2 separate regions of the Mus musculus genome follow, and region 1 is linked to region 2. Evidence: chromatin contacts called from public targeted proximity ligation data. All regions are on one chromosome and are shown on one strand. The core of a region is the stretch at or near the end of the contact, and the rest is flanking DNA. Distances in the headings are between cores, read along the strand shown.

Evidence for each region.
Region 1: a contact with region 2 is called in a targeted proximity ligation map of embryonic stem cells, with 3 times the contacts expected there. A contact is called at or near these places in 3 of 39 promoter capture datasets (liver, pre-B cells and stem cell-derived epiblast-like cells) and 2 of 130 datasets of targeted methods (the NIH/3T3 cell line and embryonic stem cells).

What each region holds. Positions count from the first base shown.
Region 1 is chr19:12,730,015-12,734,426 of GRCm38.p6, forward strand. No RefSeq gene overlaps it. Among named protein-coding and RNA genes, the nearest start is that of Cntf, 33 kb to the right of the region's middle.
Region 2 is chr19:12,459,192-12,463,122 of GRCm38.p6, forward strand. Mpeg1 (macrophage expressed gene 1) reads left to right here and starts at 1,579. Exons shown (of 2, transcript NM_001374668.1): 1 at 1,579-1,670; 2 at 1,960-3,931. The coding sequence starts at 2,010.

The sequences.
Region 1 (4,412 bases), core at 482-2,981, 270 kb after region 2:
TAATGAACAACTAATACTTTTGGAAATTAAAACAGTATTCGTTTAGTGTTTAATGCCCTGGTTATAATTATTTTTGTATTAGAAGTTTGGCTTGTTTTCATCCTTTTTTCTCTCTCATTGATATTGAGTTATCAATATTGATATTGAGTTATTCTTGCTATGAGGGAAAAAAACCAACAAAAACAAAAATATGTAAATGAAAGTCAGGTAAACAAGCAGTTAGAATCTGTTAGAATGTTCTGGAGCAGCCACGCTGGCTCGAGCTGCAGCACTGGAGCCCAGCCCACCATTCTTTGGAATTCAAGTGTTGCTGCTCTGTTCTGGGGAAGCCTTTGGCCAAAAGAGCTGATATACAACTCTCAGGCCTAGAGCTCTGTGTTCTAGCTGCTATTAGTTCCTCCCAGTTGTTTGGAATAATTCTATTTGAGTAGCTCAGTTATTTAAATTCTCTCTTACATAGGATGAATCATTTTATATGATACCACAGCTTTTTAAACTGGCTTCAGATTTGTCACATCTGTTGGTTCCCAACTAATAACTACTGTCCCTTTTCTTTCAGGAAGAGCCTTTTTCCTTCCTCTATTTCTACCAAGAAGAAGCTTTTTCTCTGCTTTTATGTTTTTTTTTTTGTTTTTGGAGCTTCTCTATTTGCAGGCCTTGAGTAAACATTTCCCCTTTTGATTTATTCTTGTCTCAGGAGCCTTCCTATTTGTATCTGCAATATTTGCCATAAATGTGCAGTTAATGCTTTTCTTTTTAACTAGCATTTTAACAACTCTACGGATCTCATAACTCATGCTGCTTGTGAAATGGGGATTCCCCATGACCCTGCCCAATCCTGGACTACCACTTACTCTTTGAGAGTACTTTTTTGTTGTTGTTGGTGGTGGTGGTGGTTTTTTTCTTTTTTCTTTTTTTCCAAGACAGGGTTACTCTCTGTATAGCCCTGGCTGTCCTGGAACTCACTTTGTAGACCAGGCTGGCCTCGAACTCAGAAATCTACCTGCCTCTGCCTACAAGTGCTGGGATTAAAGGCATGCACCACTATGCCCAGCTTTATCTCCAGTCCTGAATTGTCAGGACCCCCTTTTTCACCCACAACATTGGGTGTCAAATATCATTGTTCTAGGTTGTGCCAGACAGTCGACCAGTCAAAAAAAGAGACAATGTAGCTCTTTGCAGTAGGTAGATCAGCCTCTGAGGAACTCAAATTGATGAGCCTTTTCACTGTTACACAAAGGGTACTTTTAGCAAGTCAATTTACACATTCTGAAACCTGATCTGGTTGCTGCCTAAAGGAACCTTTCCCTAAGCAATTCTCAGCTATAGGAGACTTCTTGGTTTGCCAGGTATGTCTTGGGATTGAGATTTGCAAAGGCTCTGTGAATCCTTCAGAAGAGCAACTCCATAAACCTCAGATAACAATCACTGACTATTTACAAAAGACTACTGCAAAGTGTAGGGCCTTTACTTCAGGATTCATGCTAGATTCAATCTTTCCCCAAATCGTTCCACTGGCAGGATTCCAAGCATTCAAGTATATGAGCCTATGCAGAACATTCTCATTCAAACAACCAAAACAGATAGTCTATGGTAAAAGTGTGTGCTTTCATTGTGTTCTGACTTTCATTTGTACCTACTGAATTGACTGCACTACTGTGAAGCAGTTATGCCCAATTGATAGTGTAGGTTTCAACTGTTTCTTTAATCTGCTTCCCTCTAATTGCGGAAGCACTCTCTTCATGCTTGTCCTTTCAGTCGACCCAGCTCTTCCAGAGTGACTACAGGTTCTCATCCCATATTGAGACTCTGGCAGTCTCAATTCATGGAGTGTGAGACTTGACCTGTAGATGCTACCAGGACAGTCTGTAGCCCTCTGGGGCGCTAATATTTGGTACTCCCTGAAGAAGAAAACACAACCCGAGTGAAGAGTAAATAAAGCAAGAGAATTCTCATCTCTCAGCCAAGTCCTGCTGAATTCTTGGAATATCCTGACTGAGAACGATGTCTTTATTTACCTGAGAAGTTGATCCACACCTGTGGGGAACTCTTGATTCCGCCTTCTAGGAATTTGGAAGGAATTTGACATTGGGCTAGGACAAGGAAGTAGGCTCAAGGTGAATAAGGTTGAGGAATGTGTTCTTTCTATCTTGATGGGTCTTGTTAAGACCCTAAATACAGTAATCAAGGGATCTTTGTTTATGCTTTCTGTGTTCTTTAACTACTTGGTTTATGCCTTAGGACTGATTATCTTCTTTGTATGTACCTAGAATGATATAAAAGCAGACAAAAAACAAAAGCCTCTTCAGCTTCAGAACTGGCTGGGGTCCTGTTATAGTGTTGTCTAATTGTCTTTTTCTTTTGAATCCTCCCTCCCTCCCTCCCTGTCGAATCTATTGACTTACTGAGTTATCTTGGTCACACATCAGATAATTTATGCTAACAATGTGATTTACAATGGTTGAACCCTGTTTTCTATCGCAGAAGACCCTGAGCTATCCTAGATTACTTTGACCTGTAGGGTGGAGCTGAAATTGGTGACTGGAGATTAGTCACCTAAATCTCTATGAATGACTCCAGTAAAAAGTCTAGATGCCTAGTTTCAGGTAAGATTCTCTGCCCAACTACATTGCCCGTGTGTTGTCACACAGTCACAGTAGGAGAATGAAGCACGGACTGTGTGTTCTCCCAGGGAGAACAGAGCTGGCTTCTTACCTGCATTTTGCTGATTTTAATAGTCTGTGTCCTTACACTGTAGTCACGATGATTAAGCCAGCAGCGCTGAGCTCTGTGGATCCTCAAAGGTAACTGTCAAACTTAAAATTGTTGCTGGGAATTCCTGACATAATATTCCTTTTAATTCTGTTCAGCTCTACACCTATTTTTGAATGTGGGCTTTGGAGTTGTGCCCATTCACTAGATGAGCGTGCAAAATACAGCTTTGGGTGGTGGTTCTTCAGTTGAATGGTCTATTCACTAGGTATTCTTGTTCTTATTCTCATAGTTTAATGTGCTTGCTAGCTCACATACAACCACTTAAACTTACTTATTTGTTTGTTTATTTATTTACTTATTTTGCCCTAACTACAATTACTGTCACAAATAAATATTTCTTTTACATTTTGTTTTTGGTTTTGCATATTTTTCAAACAATCTTATAATTGATTGTTGGTTACTTTACTCTGGTGAAATTTTTTTTCTCCTGTTGTGTGTGTGTGTGTATATTTAAATATAATTTGTTTATTCTTCAGTATTTTGCATCGTATTCTAGTTTCAATACCAATGCCCTACATTATGTAACTATTCTCTTGATTTTTGATCACTTTTATTCCTCTGTGTTACTGATCTCTACAATAGTTGGCAGAACTCTCCACGAAGGAAGGCTAGACTGCTGGCTCCAGAACCAAGAGTCAGCCTCCATGTCACCATCATGCCACCATCATGTGGGTTCTGGGGATGGAACTCAAACCTCATGCTTACGAGTCAAGTCCTTAATCAGCAGAGGTATCTCTATAGCCCTCACAAAATCTTTTTTTTTTTTAACTTCTCATACTCTCCACAACTTAAAATCTTAGTGTGTGTTAGTTTCTCTTGTCAGTATTTCTCCAACATGCTTCACTTTTTTCCAGTTTAGCTACCCTAGATCCATGATGCATGCTATGGTCAAAAATTGCACAAATCTGTGTGGAACCCTAATTCTAATGTTTTCTAGAAAGCTTATTATCTCCTCTATCTCAGTGCCATCAACCCTAAAAGGAGCAAACTACTATAAAGGTTAACTTGTGTTCTACTATAAATATGTGGCAGCATTTCTCATGTAATAAGGACTGCTTAAAGAGTAATTGTTATTAGAGTGTTAATTATACTTACATGGTGAATAATCTTCAACTACCTGGAGCCCTGTCAGCTGAAAATAAAAAGGCAGATGTTTCTAAGGCTCTGTTTTACTTCTTTCCTGTGGTGTGGAAAAAAAAAAAAAAAACCAATAAAACAAAAACAAAAATCACCTTGGCCAAATCACCTAAGGAAGAAAGGGACTATTTTGACTTATTATTCCAGAGGGTTAGAGGTTACCATGGCAGGAAAGCAAACGGGTGGAGCAGAAAGCTGGCTGGTCACGTTTCATCAGCAAACGTGAAGCAAAGTGAGAATAGGAAGTAGAGCCAGGTTATCCTTCCAAAGCTCACCCCTAGTGACAGGCTTCCTCCAGCAAAGCTCCACCTCCTAAAAGTTCCTTAACCTTCCCCAGAAGCACATAAAGGGTGATGTGGGGGCAACCACGTGTTCAAATACATCAGCTGATAGAGAGATTTCTCATTCACACCAATACAAACTCCAAAAATTTTCCCAGGACAGTAAGTCATCATAGAGACTGATTTCTACTTACTATGAAGATAGAGTTTTCTGTACCT
Region 2 (3,931 bases), core at 329-2,828:
CTCACTAGCTAGCAGTCTCTTGGGATTCTCCAGCACTGGAGATCCAGGCATGCACTGCTGTGTGCACATTTTAGGCGAGTTCTAAGGATCCAAACTCAGGACTTAGTACCTGCACAATAAACACTGCACCCTCATAACCACGTCCCCAGCCCTCAACGTGATTTAGAAAAGAGAGAACAAGAAGAAATTGCTAGCCTGCCTGTCATCAAATAGGTGTGCATAAGCCAGTTAAAATAGAAGAGTGCACTTACTGAGTTATTGCAAGCACTCAAGGGCGTTCAAGTCTCAGCTTTTAAACTCTAGGTGCTGTCTCCTGAGGTATAAATACATAACCCTGCTTATATATGAACTAGAGCACCCTCTGCAGTGACTCGGCTGGGTTCTCCAACTTGGTATAGCTTGGACATCGTTCACAAACTCATTCCTCATTGGAGGCTGGTGTGAGTCAGTTTCCCCAAACACCTTGGCATGAATAGAACCATGCTAAGGCTTTTATGGATTTACAGAACACCACTGGAGCCTGGATCATGGCTAGGGAAGCTCAAGTCCTTCAAAAATGCTTTGTTGCTTCCTCAATGACAACCTGAGATAATTTAGTTCGTTAAGATCTTCACAGCCTATACACAGGTGGTAGTCTTCACCCACGGCTGAAACATGTTTCTGCTTTTAAAGTCTTAGCCCTGCATCTTGCTCCTAAAATGATCTGGGGTGCTATGAGGGTGCTGTGTGAAGATTTATTATCTGCTATAGAGTTCCTGGCTGCTGCTAAATGAACCAAGACACTCCAGGTGTTACAACTGTGTAATTCACCTAAGCCTCCCTTAATTCTGATACTTGATCGCTAGCACAGACTACTCCTCTCTGAATCACAAATCTAAAGGAGCTAGTATCACTGCTAGACAAAAAGAAGAGGTGGGTGTTGAGAAAAGAGTGCTCATTATGTTTTCCTGACAATAGAAGAAATGAATTTTAGTACTTTTAACCCATGTAATAAAGAGCATGTTTCCTTTTTTGCTGTCTTTGCTGACAAAAAAGTTTTTGGATGAAAAAGTTAAACGTGTGGTCAGTTGCTGCTTAGTTTAAAAATTGCACACATGGAGACGATCAGACAAATGTGTGGACACAAGCACGGATGCTCCTGGGCCGTTTGTATGCTTTGAGTAAACCAAACTTTGCAAATTTGTAGTGTGGCTTTTGTCTTCTCTTGAATATTTCTCTCTGAACGGAGAAAAACAGAACAGCGTGGAAGCCCTCACCCTCACCCAGGATGCCCAGAACAATTCAGGGTGAGGGTTCCCAGCAAACGGAATGCTTTCCTGAGCAGTTCAGCCCTAGATAAGTCTATCTCCAAAATAGGACTGTTTGAGTTTGTAACAATGAGACCTCACAAAGCATGCATCTGAGGTTATCTATTTATTTATTTATTTATTATTTTACACTTTTGTTCTCAGGGGGCAGGCCCCAACTTCAGTGTACCAATGAGACATCTAAGATTTGTCCTTGACACAGAGTAGCCTGGAGGCGGGGTATGTAAATAAGCACAAGGTTGCTACTAACTCCTGCGTTTCCAGTAAAAAGAAACTAATACTGTGATTTCACAAAAGAAGAGAAAGGCAGGTTTTGAAGTCAAAGAGAGTGAAACAAAAGCCAGACAGAGCCTTCTGACAGAGGTAAGTTGTTGAATCCACACTTTTACTGGGTGCCAAACCCCTGTGTAGAAGAAAGGCAGGGTGAGGGACATAGGGTGTGTGTGGGGGGGGGGGGATTGAAGAGTGTATCTTTGCATATCCAGAGTAGAATAATTTTTACAAGGTACTAATGGTCTCTAATATTCCAACCAGCTTTCACTTCTCTGTTTTGCAATTGGAGCAGCATAAAGAGGAACTGATGGTTTTAGGAGAACTGTAGAATTTTCTGTTTCAACAACCGCTTTCTTTTCCATCCTTCTGTTTGCCCCAGTCTTGTTGGTGAATGCTTAGGGCTGGTATATGGCCAAAACCATCTGCGCCATGAACAGCTTCATGGCCTTGGTCCTCATCTGGATGATAATAGCGTGTGCTGAAGCAGACAAGCCTCTTGGAGAAACGGGTACCACTGGATTTCAAATATGCAAGAATGCCCTGAAACTACCTGTCTTGGAGGTCCTACCAGGAGGAGGCTGGGATAATCTGAGAAATGTAGACATGGGACGGGTGATGGACTTGACATACACCAACTGTAAGACCACAGAAGATGGGCAGTACATCATCCCCGATGAAGTGTATACTATTCCTCAGAAAGAGAGCAACCTGGAGATGAACTCAGAAGTCCTGGAGTCCTGGATGAATTACCAGAGTACCACCTCACTTTCTATCAACACAGAACTCGCCCTTTTCTCCAGAGTCAACGGCAAGTTCTCTACTGAGTTCCAAAGGATGAAGACCCTTCAAGTAAAGGACCAAGCTGTGACTACCAGGGTTCAGGTAAGAAACCGGATCTACACAGTGAAAACCACCCCAACTTCAGAGCTCAGCTTGGGGTTTACGAAGGCACTTATGGACATCTGTGACCAACTAGAGAAAAACCAGACGAAGATGGCCACCTACCTGGCAGAGCTCTTGATCCTCAACTATGGCACACACGTAATCACTAGTGTGGATGCTGGGGCTGCACTGGTTCAGGAGGATCACGTAAGGTCCTCCTTCCTTCTGGACAACCAGAATAGCCAGAACACCGTGACCGCTTCTGCAGGGATTGCCTTCTTAAACATTGTGAACTTCAAAGTTGAAACAGACTACATTTCTCAGACCAGTTTGACGAAGGACTACCTGTCGAACAGGACCAACTCCAGGGTGCAGAGTTTTGGAGGGGTTCCCTTCTATCCAGGCATCACCTTAGAAACCTGGCAGAAGGGCATCACTAACCACCTAGTGGCAATAGACCGTGCTGGCTTGCCTCTGCATTTCTTCATTAAACCTGACAAGCTACCTGGCTTGCCAGGTCCCTTGGTGAAGAAGCTGTCGAAGACAGTGGAAACTGCTGTGAGACACTATTACACTTTTAACACTCACCCAGGATGCACAAATGTTGATTCCCCCAACTTTAATTTTCAAGCCAATATGGATGATGATTCCTGTGATGCGAAAGTCACCAACTTCACCTTTGGTGGAGTTTATCAGGAATGCACTGAACTGTCAGGTGATGTTCTTTGCCAAAACCTGGAGCAGAAGAACCTGCTCACAGGTGATTTCTCTTGTCCCCCTGGCTACACCCCTGTCCATCTGCTCTCCCAGACCCATGAAGAGGGTTACAGTCGTCTGGAATGTAAAAAGAAATGCACCCTCAAGATTTTCTGCAAGACAGTGTGTGAAGATGTGTTCAGAGTGGCCAAGGCTGAATTTAGGGCTTATTGGTGTGTGGCTGCTGGCCAAGTACCTGACAACTCAGGACTTCTCTTTGGAGGAGTCTTCACTGACAAGACCATCAACCCTATGACAAATGCACAGTCATGCCCAGCAGGCTACATCCCACTGAACCTGTTTGAAAGCCTCAAGGTATGTGTGTCCCTGGATTATGAGTTGGGGTTCAAGTTTTCAGTCCCCTTTGGTGGGTTCTTCAGTTGTATAATGGGGAACCCCTTGGTTAATTCTGATACAGCTAAAGACGTCAGAGCACCATCTCTGAAAAAGTGTCCCGGGGGCTTCAGCCAACACCTAGCTGTTATCAGTGATGGATGCCAAGTGTCCTACTGTGTCAAGGCTGGAATCTTCACAGGAGGGTCCCTGCTCCCTGTCAGGCTCCCACCTTATACCAAACCACCTCTTATGAGCCAGGTTGCCACCAACACTGTCATAGTGACCAATAGTGAGACTGCCAGATCCTGGATTAAGGATCCTCAGACCAACCAGTGGAAGCTGGGAGAACCTCTGGAGCTTCGTAGGGCCATGACAGT